Regions from separate parts of the Drosophila melanogaster genome. Here region 2 is linked to region 1. A link is a contact called in public Hi-C data. All regions are on one chromosome and are shown on one strand. The core of a region is the stretch at or near the end of the contact, and the rest is flanking DNA. Distances in the headings are between cores, read along the strand shown.

Region 1 (6,870 bases), core at 1,561-4,060:
ATGGGTAGGGTAGGGGTGGGGGTTTCGCATTCGCAACGCCGCTCGGGATGGTGGTTCAGGGGTCAGAGGTCAGGGGTGTTTTCGAACCCGCACACGCTGCTGCCGTTGTCTTGATGTCAAATGTAAGTGGCACTGCAGCCAAGGCTGCTGGCGGTTGACGGCTGACGGTGGACTGCGAGCAGAATGCGCCTGCATCTCTATCTGCATCTGCATCTGCATCCGCATCAGAACGGGAATCGGAATCAGCATCCCTAGATATGCACACTGGTAAAATTGTTAAATGTATTAGCCAAATAAATGGTACTCTAATATTCAAGCGGATTAACCACAGCTTTGTTCTCTAGCTTTTTTAAAGATAAATAAATAATAATAATAATAATGTTTAAATAGCATTTTTCTACATGTAACTTCTTCTTGCGGCAAGATAAATTCTAAGTTTTAACCTACTTGCGTCAAGTGTATCGATGCGAACCCAGGAAGAGCATCTCCTCCTGGTGGCAGGCCATAACTACAACTGTAGAATAGATTGTGTGTACAAATTGAGAGGATATATATTTTTTTCTCATTTCTGCAAACTGAATCGCTGTTTGTCGGATGCTCACTGATATTGTAGTTAGGATAGAAGCGCTCCTGCCAGCCTGCCTTCGCAAGGAGCCCGCCTCCTTCGACGCTCCCCCGATTACAATCAATATAAATCACATTTACCCAGAGCGAAAATGCTTTCTACTTCAGTGAAGAAGCCAAAAATTCATACGCAACAGGGGAATTTGCTACTTTTTTACGATATGCGTATATGCGTATGTGCCTGTGTGTAAATGTTTATATATTGTACAACAGCAGACACAGTCGCAAGAGGGGGGATTGAAGGGGATATCTACAGATGGCGCCGGCTCCTTTACTCCTACTTTTTCCACTTTCGACTTACCACGTCTATTTTTTTCCATTTGCCCAGGATACGAAAAATACAAAAACCCCCAAAAAAGCCAACAGGCAGGCAGGCAAATATGCAACAAATTCTCATTCAAAACACGCACGCAAATTTCTCCAATTCGCTGGTTGGATAAAAAAAGGGAAAAGCTGGGAAAAATCCAGAGGAGATGGAGGGGGGAGTCCTAGACCTGGCGATGCGAAACCGATGCCAAGTGTAATAGAATGAGGATCGAAAAACGTACAACAAAGGATGGCATAATAATAAAAAATTTAAGATGTGTAAAAAACATAAAAAGAAAATTCATTTGCGCCAAATTTGTGGATTTCACCTTAATCTTTTCATGGCTCCACTCTCCCCAAAGCCAACAAAGTGTGCGAAAATCGATGTACCTATTGAGTGGGTTACCATTTGGCCCATTTTCCGGCTGCAGTTATGGCCGGGACGGGATGGAAAGGGTTACAGTAACGCCCTCGTCCCTTTTTATTGGTTTTGTGGCCGGAAAAAGTGGGCGGGGACTTTTAGTACACCCATTTCCCAGATCCCCGCGCCGGCCGTAAGAGCTATTTAAGTTGACTTGTCCTGCTCTCCAGTTTTACAATCGCTTACTTGGAATAACGTGCTCCATGTCTATCCATATGTATGTGCATATATGTATATATATACCGTGGCCTATTTGATGATGTATGCCCCGTAATAAGGAAGCTGTACAAGCATACATACGTATGTATGTGGATACGACTATTCCAGATACGAAAAGAATCTTGGATTCACACTAGATATGGAAATGGACGACGGTCCGCCGTTGACAGTGCCCACTACCTACTTGGCGATCCGCTCCAATTGAATTAATTGAAATTCTTCACTCAACTAAGTGAGCACACATCAACGAATCAGTGGAGTGTTCGTGAGAACTTGTAAATACTTCCAGCAATCGCAAGCTTAGTTCCTTCATCCAAGTCTTAATTTTTAGGACAGCTCCACAGTGCGGGTCATTTATCCGAATGTCAGTTGGTTTCCCCTTATCAAATAATGTCAAATAAATTTAAATATCCTGTCCTTACATCATATATGGAAATAAATGTTTCATAATATAATATAAATATAATAGCATACTATTAAACCTCAACAAATAAATTTCAAATCTTCTGAACGGAGGGGTGATAAGCGCAATTGCAATTAAGATATCAAGCCAATGAGAAGCTCAATAAGTGATGCAATAATTGGAATTTATTACACTTGCCTCAGAAGGTCGAACAACTTTGGTAAAGACTTATCTTATTAAAAGTAAAATAACAAGCAAGATTTATTTAAAATTATAAAATATTTTTTAAAACCACTTCTTCATCAAGCTTTTCGCACAATATACAATGAAATAATATATCTAAAACAGTTATATTCGTGCACATATTTATATTTATGTTTAACTATGTGCAAACCGTCTTTCAAATAAATTATTTATATTGAGATTAAATGGACCATTAAATGGTCCGTACTAGAAGTTGAGTGTGAGAATATGGGAATCCCGGCATTTTATTTGCCACCTCCCGAGCACCCACATCATCGCACATCATCGTCTTAAGCGGCAGAAGTGCATAATGCCCGAATCCAGAAGTGGACAAAAATTGAATCTCCCCGGCATATGGTTATAATCCCGCCAAGCGTATTAGCAACTTGGCCAGCGAATGGAAAATGGGAAATTGGGGGAGTGTGTTGGTCAGGGGGGAGTTGGGGGCGGAGGTGGAGGCGGGTGACGGAGGACCAGCCTAATCTATTATGCGGCTGGACAATCTGTTTGTGTGAAAAGCCGTCGGCGATGGTGATTTAAGATCCGAGATGGAAAACAAGCAGAACTGTAACGAGCCAGAGAGCGAGTGCGATTAAATAATCTCACATGAATGGGAGGCGGCTATTTCGAGGCGAATGCTTCTATTTCAATTTCAATTTCAGTTCAGTTTCAATTCGACTATATGCGGGATAGTTGAGATGGCCGGCTTAGTCAGTAATCAACTGCAGTTCGGGGTGGAAAGTGCCAAATGGAAAGTGGGCGGGGAAATCGCTCTTCTTGTTGCGGAATTGACGCGCACCAATACACGGACACTGTGCTCCGTTACGCATATGAGGGCGATCTCTTACACACACACAGGCCCGCACACACACACACACTCGCATCGGAAGACACACACAGGGAGAGTAATGAATTGATGGTTATTTTCAAAAATCCAACGACTGTCCGCGCGATCACTGCACAAATCAGTTGTGGAATCGCCCTCGAGCGGCAATGTTCTCCGCGTTCTCGAACTCGGACCTCAGATCTTGGACTCCCGAAAGCCCAGTGAAATCTATGTATATCTATGCAACATCAACTGAGGCATAGTCGAAATCGGTACTTCGCACAATCTAGCTCGAGTCGGTTCGAGTTGCTCATCAATTAAAATTCCATATTAGTATGCACGAAAATATATATGTTTTGAGATCGACGACTACTGGTCAATTCTCCGTTCGGGGTTAAGACCCTACCCAAGGCGCGATAATCGCAATCAAAGTTCTCGTCGCCGAGCGGCCACCACAGCAACATCCACAGCAACAACATCAGCGATGAGACTTTCCGGCGAGTGGGGATCTCTATCTCACACCCACTCCCTTGCTTGGAATCACCAGAAAGCTAAAGTATGTATGCGATAAACGAATATGCTCTACATAATTCACTTTATTTCAGCATGAAAACAATTCAGTACATTTTAAGGTTAAGGAAGCCAAAAACAACTCTTTGAAGAAAAAATAGGAGGGAGAAATATTAGAATCGATGGTGTGTAAAAAGAGAGTTAAATAAGTTTTTTCTTAGAAATTCTATAAAAATAAAGCTGCAATTAAAATGCAACTTAAGCTATAAACTATCTCATTGACTAATCTAGGTGATTTGAAAAAATTCCATTTAATTAGTAATGTTTTTTCTCGTAAATAGCATCTTAAGTGATTATATTTCACGCCATTAAGCTTCAATCATATCAAATCAAGTTTCACTCAAATCTCTGCACAAATCGTGAAATGGGAAAATCTAATAGACCAAATCAAAATGTTCTGCGATGACAAAAGCCGTAGTTAATGCCAATCAGGAAATGCAACAGATTTTCCACGACGGCCGTTGCCTTAGCTGTTGCTAAATCGGACTCAAATAACTAAGTGTTATTGTGCTCTGATTAATCTATGTATATTCTAATTTAGCTGATGAATGCATTCAGCCCATCCAACCATTTGCTGTGCATCTTGGGCTGACAAATTGTTGTATTGTCGTATTCTGGCTCCTCTGCTTTTCTGACAAGTACTTGACGCTTTTGCCCCGGCAGCAGTGGCAATCATAATCGGGCAATGCGGCAACAATAAGACTCTGTGGCAGGCATCGCATTGTATGTAGTTTCATTCGTTTTATTCGTTTAAATTCAATTGACTTTGAATGCTCCAGCAATGAAGGCAGCAGCGAAATAAAAACACAAACACTCAGTCACACAGCCATACCAGCCACATCGTTGTCGTCTGTCATGGAGCAATTTTGAACGCTGCCGGCGAATACGGGCATCGGGCATTGGGCATCGGGCAACGGAAAACGAATGAGGGTCAATTAAGCCAATTTAAATTTAATAAACTTATGTATTATGTGCAAGAGGTTACTAGCCGTACACGACTTGCAATGATACACATCTACATGCAGACGGACTGCGAGGAGGGAGGGTCGGGAAATTGAACAGGAATTGTAGAGAAATATTTATATTTTTTTGGGGGAGGAAAACATTTTGATGAGACAGCTGCCACAGAAGGTTAAGTATCTCGTACAGATATTAATAACTCAGAAACTAAACGATTAAGTGCATAGTTCAGAACACAATAACCTTACCGAGCGGATGGAGGCATCTTTGAGCTGTCACTTGTGACAGTGATCCAGAGAAAGTACTTTCGCACTAATTGATTTATCATTGCAGAACATGGGGCCACGGAACCCGGAGAATATCTCGAGATCAAGGGTGAATATTGGATGTTAAAACTAGATGTACAGTGTGCCGCCTACTTACCAAGTTCGCTTTCCTAAGTACTAGTGCCGCAGGAGTTAGGTTCGTGTCCGCAATACCTCCTGCTGCCCAAGTGCTTATTAAAGCGGCGAGTTGCCCAGCAAAAGAATACACGCTGCTCAGTGTTTCGATTCCATTTAGTTATAATTTAATTGTATTTAATATTTCTCCTAATAGTTACAAAAACTAGGCTTGACAAATTATACTAATCTTTGCGTTTTACCGTTCGTAGCGCACAAGTATCGCCTGCCGCCGCATATATTTCGGGATTAAGTGGCAGCAATTCTCTAAGATACATACACTTTTTTATTCAGATACATATACTATCCTCAAGCTGTAAGGTGCCCGCTCCAGGGAAGAAACGCCACTGTAACCTCAGTCTGAGTTTAGAATTCAGGACTGAGGGTTTCAAGTGCCAAAGTGCGAGGCTCTGGAAGGGACACACACCCTTCGGATCGCTCCGAAGATTTTGTACATATGTTGCGGCATTGCAATTGTTCTATAAATGCTTAATTTAATCCTAGATGGGGGCAACACAACGTACATCGGAGCGAACGGCACATTTCGTCCTCACAATAAATTATGAACTATATACAGTTGCCGGTTCGGAGCGGTTAGACAATTTCAAATTACAGGGAGAATCTCAGAAAACCGGAGTGGAGGAGTGCCAGAGTACCGGACCACCGGAGCAACGGAATTCCGGAATACCGGAGTGCCGGAGAGTTCCGGCCTTCTGTATAATCATGTATGTACATATCGCTTAGACCGCTAATTAGGACTACTTAGGTCTAGTTAAATACACGTATGTGGTAGCTACACTTAAACACTCGAGTTAATCGAAACGAAAATCAATAGGTAATACTTTCATAGAGGATATGGACATGATATTCTCACAAATGCGACTCCCGCAGTACTCTGCCGGGAACTCTGGAAGAGTGCAGGTCCTGTTCAGATTAAATGGATATATATTCGTTTATTGGTATACTAAATATGGCGTAAATTAGTTGCAATCGGCCTGCTCAAGTTTGCTTATGTTTCTTGCATTTTTTGCGCACAACAATGATCTCGGGTTAGCTTAGCGAGCGTTAGGATGTCGGCGATATGTTAAGTTGACAGCGTTTGTTTTTCGGAATAGGATAGGGTATGGATCTGGGTTCCAGGATATCGGGATTTCGGATATTGGATATTGGATATGGGTGTGTGGGTGAAACGTTAAACGATATGTTCTTTAGAAGTAGTTTCGTTTACTGCTCTCTCTCTCTCTCTCTCCACGAGAATATATTCCTTATCTGGCTTGGCTTAATTACAACAACAGATGACAACGATTATTTACAAAACGAGTGTATTGCAGTTACACTTTTGGCATTGCATTAAGTACACAAGATGCTTACGAGCTAGGAGAAGTCTTTCCTCAAACCATGCGAATAAATACGTCTAGCTGCTAGGATATTATTCGATACGATGCGGTACGATACTCATGTATTAATACATTTGCCACTCTATATCATTTGGTTTTTTGTACACTCAGAAGTAAGTATGGGTGTGGTAGCTTTATATACAACTTTCCTGTATGCGATTCGAGGTGGTGACGATCTCTGGACCGGTGCGAAATCGGTACTCGCTCAACGACGACGTCACCGACGGATTGTTCGGACTCAGCAGACTGACCTCCATGGGCTGGGGCGTCAGGTGGTACGAGGACGTGGGCGTCGAGGTGCTCACACTATAGTTCAGCGAACCCAACGGCGGACTGCAGGTGGTGATGCCCTTTTTGTTCAGTGTAGCATAGCTCTGTATGGAGTGCGATTTTTGGAGGGGAGAAGAATGCATGAGAGGAAAGCCCCGAAAGGAACACCATGAGGTAATGTATGATATAAC
Region 2 (6,870 bases), core at 1,154-3,653, 130 kb before region 1:
GGCTTTTTGGGGGAAAAACTTCACTTGCCACCGAGCGAACCCTTATCAACTTTTGCCACTGCGTTCAGCTAACTTTGCTTATAAATTTCATTCGAGTCATTTGTTGACACACCCATACACACGCACTCAGCCACAGAAGTAGATAGTGATAGCAGGAGAGACAGAAAGAGAGAGAGAGAGAGAGAGAGAGTGGAAAACTCATCGAACATAGATAGCACGCAGACAAATGCACACAATACAAAAGTCGCAAGTCGCGGAAATCGCGAAAAGTTGTTGAAGTTATCTGGGCAACGCAATTTCTTGTTCTCGTTTCGCTGCCATTGTTTATAGTTCGCCTTTGTATTTGCAAGTTTCACCCGAATGTGCAAATAGAATTAAAATACGACGGAGACGGAACTAACCCAATTCTGATTTCTCATTGCAGGGGGTTTTTTAGGTTAGTTCTTAAAATGGGGGATATTGGCTAGAATATCGAAATGATAAGTATTCCACTTTAGAAATTAGTTACAGCAAAGTGCAAGGTACATTTCAGATGGTTTGCACATGTATGTATAAGACTGGCAAAATGTTATATATTTTTATTTTATAAATATTGTTATTTAATATTAAAATATTAATCATATTAATATAATTTAAATGTTTAAAATAGCAAATACCCATTTATCATAGCGAACTATGAAGAGTATCTTTAAATCTGGAATATCTAGTTTAAAAACAGCTTAGTAGTTACTAGGTACCACTCATTCGCTTAACCCTTTTACCATCGTTCTAGTGTCTACTCTGTGCGCATTGCACTTGTTAATCGGGGATAAAAAGTACCCGGTGACACCCACAAACAGCGGGCCATGACTTTCTTTTATAACAAATATATTCATTTCATACTCGTTCGGAGGCAACAAATCGCGTGACATGCTGACAGCGGTACTTGGCCCTCGTGTTGCTGTTGTTTCTGCTGAATTTGTTGAGTGGAGAGTGTAAAACTCAACTATTGTCTTCATTTTTCTTGCAAATCATGCAAGGCAATCTAAAATGTTGACACATTGGCAAACACATATGTGGTTGTATGTTCACGCCGACATGGGCAAATCGGCACATATTTATATATTGTAGTATAGGGGTGAGGAGTACAACGGCAGCCAGGAACATTGTACACAAAAGAGGGTAAGAGAAAAAAAAGAAAGAAAAAAAAAAAATATTTGGCGCCCTTTTTGCCCATGTCACTCAAGTTCAAGGTTTACACGCTGTCGGTTAAGGTTACGCTTTTATGTATTATCGCTGAATTGTCACAAGTCTGCGCTTTGTCTCGCAACGAGCGCTTTGAAAAATTACAATAATTGTTATTTACGCATATCTGAACATGAAATGTGTCAATTGGCAGCCAACGAGCTAGCAAAGCGAACGCAACGCAATGAAAGAACGCAACAACGTGGCGTATGCGTAATGTGTGAAAAGGGACACAAGGTCTGGCACTTTTGTCGGGCGGCAAATGAGTGGTATTGGGTGGTGTTCGGTCGGAATGGCAGTAGTGAGGGTATTTGCGACGAGCATCAGACAAATGCTGTCAAGCCTTCATAATTTGGTTCATAAAGCGATTTAGGTATAAGCTTCGAGAGGGTGTTGTGAGTCCCTGGTCAAGCCACAAAGCCACATTAAATGATTTTTCTCGGTTCGAGTAGGTTAAATAGGTTACATAATCCTAAAAATTCGTTTTAAAATTGCACCTTTCACATAAAACAGCAACATGAAAGTATCGTGTTCGTATTGATTGAGTTATACAATTTTCCCGGCTTTATTTCATATGACTTTTTGCAATCGTGTTTTGACTGCTCCTGAATTTTTTATAAACAAATTTTAATTGCCTCCAATTAAGATACTTAAAAACGAACACCTATCGCATTGAAAATAATGTGCTTGGTTTTTCATTTAAAGTTGGGAAAACATAGCTATAGAAAAAAAGTTCTGCATAATTTAATGTTAATAAATCTATTAGCAGTATCTTTATTTATATTAAAATAAATAACATTAGGGTATCCAATCTTCATTGCATCTGCTGTTTTGAGTTCCTATGATTCTATACCACATTGATTGGCTCGACTAATACGTCACATTTGTTAGAACCTTTTTTTTGTCTTCAGCTCTTGTACTGCTTTTTATTGGCCACCAATTTTTTGCGGGCGTTCTGAATGAAGGCATTAGCATTGGCTTCAATTAGCGAGCTTTAAATTTAAAAACAAACGCCAATGGTGTTGGCATTAAATTCAATCGAAGTACTCACTCTACATATAAATAGGAAACAGCGGCGGCTCTTTGACTGGCAGTTGTGTGGAAATCATTGACGCGGTTTGTCGATTGAATTAAATATAAATATCATATTTTCATCGTTAAATTAAATAATTAAATATGCCATTGCCATTGCAATTGCGATTGCTGTTGCTGCCTCTGGCGATGATTTTGCTGCTGGGCACGCACTTGAGTGGCGCGTCGGCTGTTGACAAGGATGTGGCACCAGTTGGCTATGTAAAAACGGATTTGCTGTCATTGGAGCAGGAAATTGGCGGCGCTGCGGATTCGCAGCGAAATCTGCTTCCGGTTCGTCGAAGGCGTGGCATCTTCTTCAGCGGCAGCATCGGCGGATTGCCGTTCCTCAACTGGGCCAGTGGCTATTCTTGGGCATATCCTGGCTATCCGTACAACTACTATGGCTCACCATCGCCTGGCTATTATGGTTATGGCAGTGGCTACTATCCCGGCTACCTGGGCTATCAGAAAATTATCATCGGTTAATGCAGATTTGTGAGAGAACGAAAAGACAGAGCGAAAAATCGATTAGAGAACCCCTTTTCAATGTGAGATTATAAATAATGGCCAGGAAGGAGCGGCGTCGACCCTTTCGCAGTTTGTTATTTTACTTATTGTTGGTGCTTTTAAATTAATTTGCCGGACACAGGGAAAAAGTTGAGCTAAGTTGAAGAGGTGGGGCGCGTATAAAAAAAAAATGAAGAACATGAAATTGCACAATTTATATTCATTTTGCACAGATTTTGCATAAATCATTTCGCAGCGACCAAAATGAAACGCGTAACATAATTTTTAACCCTTGATAATTTTTTATGACAAGCATTTTCGTTATTTTCCCTCCGTGGGACCACCTTATTTGTTGCTGCTGTTGTTGTTGTGGGGCCGCAGCGAAATGCAAATAAAGCGGATCAAAAGTTTGCTGTTAAAAGAAGATTAATTGCAATTTGGTGGCAAGACCTGAAACATTTCGAACCCCACAACAACCCATCGAAAATCCGCTGCCCAATCGGCGCGGTGGGCAATGGGCGGTTGGTAATTAAATATTTTTAAGCTGTAAATGGTTTCCATTTACGTGATGCTGTTCTTATTTTGTATTTGCAATCAATAAAATTCATTAAACGCACAACAATAACAACCAACCAAAGAAGGGAACCAGCCAAATCAAATAAAATACATTCCTCAACGGTCTTAGTTTCAATTGCCACTCCACCGGCAGTTGTAAATTGTTACTCTATTATAAGTGCTGTCCTGCAGTTGTTGCAGTTTCGCAAGTGGCTATTGTTTATTCATTCAGATTTATAATCATTTTATTGCCGAGGTATGCTCAATTTTTTAATCAATTTACATAATTTATGCCCTTTTTATGAACTTCACTCCCAATGGGATCAGATGAACGCATTCGGTTTGTGAATTGTTGAAGAGAGCGCAGCGGAAAATGTTTCAGTTTTGATAGTTGATCTGCTATAATATTGAATTATCGTTATACAAGCAGTTGTCACGTTGTAAATCATTAAAAATTAATTATCGATTCAACAGGACTGCTGTAACAGCAATGGTGATTTTTGCCTTAACAGTCTCACAAACTCAATGGAAATGCATTTTTATATTGCCTGCTAAATGTTAAAAATGATAGAAGTATTAATTAGTGGGCGAATTGAAATAATTGTATCCATATATAATTATATAAAACTAAATTGATTTATTTTTTTGGTCATACATGGACGGATATTTAAAATCTTCAACATACATTAAACCATGATTTCAATTTAGAGTTCTGCTTAATATTTCAAGAGTTTTAAAATTACTTTTAGTTCTATACGATAGGGAAACTTTGTTTTAGTTAATTAGTATTTGAAGGGACTTTATGCTTAAATATCCTAGTAATTAGTAGATAGATAGACACATGTTTCGGGCACTTGGCTCCCATTCCCAAAATCCCATGCTTACCCCCTTTTTTTTTGTTAACCACCTGTAATTAATAGTTTCGTCTGACCACCTTTTTCACGCACAAGAATGGGCAAGTGGTTGTGAAAAGGCGGTCCAAATTGAGGGTATTCGAAATTTTAATAGAGCTGTCAGATGTGCCACGGCCACTTTTCCAGCTTTCCGCTTTTCCGGATGGGCGGGAACGACCTCCAGCCGGCCAATCAGTCATCCGGGAGCTGCCTACTCCGGGCACTTGTGCCCATTGTGCTTGCATTTTCATAATTGAAACGAGGTCAAAACCAGCGAACCTCATTAAAAATTGAATTGTTTAATTTTCATTTGATTTAATTAAGTTATTTGTTGGTCAATTAACCTTTTTTCCGCCGGTCGCTGTTCCGTTTGCCATTGTTATTGTCTGACATATCAATACGATGTACTATACAGTTTATATATACATAAATATATATATATATACAAACATATATATACTTTACATACAAATATGTCGGATGCAGTTGTTTGTGCTGACATTATATTGTTATTGTTGTGATGATTGCCTTTTAACGCGCAGAGTGGGCACTTGCAATTATGTTAGTGTGTGTGTGTCCTGGCGCCAATGTGTTGAAATTTATTAATTAAAAATACTTTTCAATTAAAGTTAATACGCTCAGCATTTATGTAATTCTATGTGTAAATACGCTGTAAACTCTTCAAACAACATTTCATGCAAATACCATGGCCAGCCAATTAAAGGGGGTTTTTTTTTGTTAGTGCAAAAAGGGCTTCTATGTATACCATACCCACTTTATTCAATGCGCTATGTCAAGTGTCTAAAGACCACTTTTTCTTTGTAGTCTTTTGTTATGGCCCGGTTATTTTTTACTTAGCACTTGGCGAGAGGCTTAAACTGCAACTCAACTGCGAATCAACTCCGCCGTAGTCTGAAATCCGGAACATGGAACACGGGGTCGGGAAAACGGAGTACGGAGCTCGGCGTACGGAGGAGTCTATCTCATTATGCTCAAATGCACTTGCAAAGGCTGGGAACTCTGGAGCTGCTCACAGGGCGATAAACAATATTCATGATTATGAAAACTTGTGCGGCGTTCGCTTTCGCACTTGAAATCTGTGAAAAGCGAGGGCGGTTTGCACAGATCAAGGGCTCGAATGGAGCACTTTTGATTTAAATCCTTTGGCCTTTGTTCTCGGCCAAGTGGCGATGCCGGCAAATTATTGTGGCATTCTTTTGCCAAAGGAGTCAGTGGGTTTATTGTGCATATCTAATACTACAACAATGAGGTAAGACATAAATAATACATTATCAAAAGTCCTTTAAGTTAACGCGCTACAGCGCACACACACACTTCTTACTCCTTGAATCCTTTGGAACAACTCCATTAGCCGAACGAACGCACTCGGTCGGCTTCAAATAATCCAGAGCTGGCCATTTTCTCAGCCAAAAGCTCCCGGCAGTGACCATAGATACAGTTACAGATGCGGATACAGAGGCAGAGATACAGATACACGGATACGGTGCGACATGTAGATGTGTACATATATTTTGGCAAAGCATCGAGCAGTCAGTCCTTGCCGCAGAGGCCAACTGAAATGAAGTGTCATTGTGATAGAGCAACGGCACTGCAGCGGAATCAGTTTGGTGGAGCTAGCTGTGCAGCTCTGCAGCTGGCAAGGGACGGACGCAAAGGATCCCCAGGACCCGACCCGAAGGACTCGCCCGGACGACACATTTACACGCACTGCTGCAGCTGGAGCTGCAGCGCTGGTGCCGCACGTACTCGGCATTGTGACAAATGGATTTTCGCATGAAATCCCCAGGATTTCTTCAAGTGTAATTGCGCACGCTAAAAGCGAATACGAATGCGGATGCATTTGGCGACATTCCCCATTCCAAAACAAAAAACTAAATTAAGATCGTTATAGTCGACTCAAAGGTACTGTGCATGCCATAGGAGTGTATTAAGAACATTTTGATTCACTAAAAATCTATTTTAAATTACCCAAAATTTTCCATTTCCACAATACAACAATATATCGATCGAAAATTATTGAAAGTTCTCATAGGAATTGGGACTAATGGCCAAATATGCATATTTTTAGTTCAATTTTTATTAACCACTTATACCCTGCTTTACTCCAAATACCGCGCAGAGCAATGCGGATTTGAGTCCACCAACCGAGCATTAAATTTCATGCACTTGCGAACGTTTATTGCTCTCGCAGGATAATTTTTCAGCGTCGGGCGCCATTGTGGCGCTGTATCATGATCCAGGTGCGACTATAGGCGCATATCCGGAATAGTCGGCTGAGTTGCATGATGCCCTGGCATGGGATGCTCCACGTATAGGTGGTCGTGTTGAGCAATACGATCCAGATGGTCAGGAAGATCTGGAGGGCTTTCCGTGTGCGAAACCTCAGCGATGAAGCGATACCATTTGCTGGCCACGGTGGGTATACCCACCGGATGACCATGCAGAGGAATAGAAATTGAAGGACCAGAACTTCCTGGATCAAAAGCATCAGCCCCAGCAAATTCTCCAGGTAAACGTACACCGCATACAGTGCAATTCTTAGCGGAAAGCTCAGCATCAGTCGGTAGAACACAAGTCCATTGTCCAGATGCTTGAC

The links. Hi-C and Micro-C count contacts between places; a contact is called where the count stands out from the background.
Region 2: a contact with region 1 is called in a Hi-C map of the Kc167 cell line, with 2.6 times the contacts expected there. The contact joins the promoter of CG14369 here to the promoter of lncRNA:CR45914 in region 1. A contact is called at or near these places in 17 of 107 Hi-C or Micro-C datasets (the Clone 8 cell line, the D17-c3 cell line, the Kc167 cell line and 7 more) and 1 of 6 datasets of contacts at active chromatin or transcription factors (the S2 cell line).

Annotation. Positions count from the first base shown.
Region 1 is chr3R:13,462,435-13,469,304 of dm6, reverse strand. It overlaps lncRNA:CR45914 (long non-coding RNA:CR45914), which reads right to left and starts at 2,810. Exons shown (of 1, transcript NR_133392.1): 1 at 2,583-2,810. side-IV (sidestep IV) reads right to left here. Exons shown (of 17, transcript NM_001260157.1): 17 at 5,121-6,783. The coding sequence ends at 6,544. mir-252 (mir-252 stem loop) reads left to right here and starts at 4,994; the gene lies at 4,994-5,086. It also overlaps asRNA:CR17025 and asRNA:CR46354.
Region 2 is chr3R:13,588,190-13,595,059 of dm6, reverse strand. It overlaps CG14369, which reads left to right and starts at 2,403. Exons shown (of 1, transcript NM_142038.2): 1 at 2,403-3,428. The coding sequence starts at 2,446. The coding sequence ends at 2,784. CG14370 reads right to left here. Exons shown (of 1, transcript NM_142037.2): 1 at 6,335-6,870. The coding sequence ends at 6,475.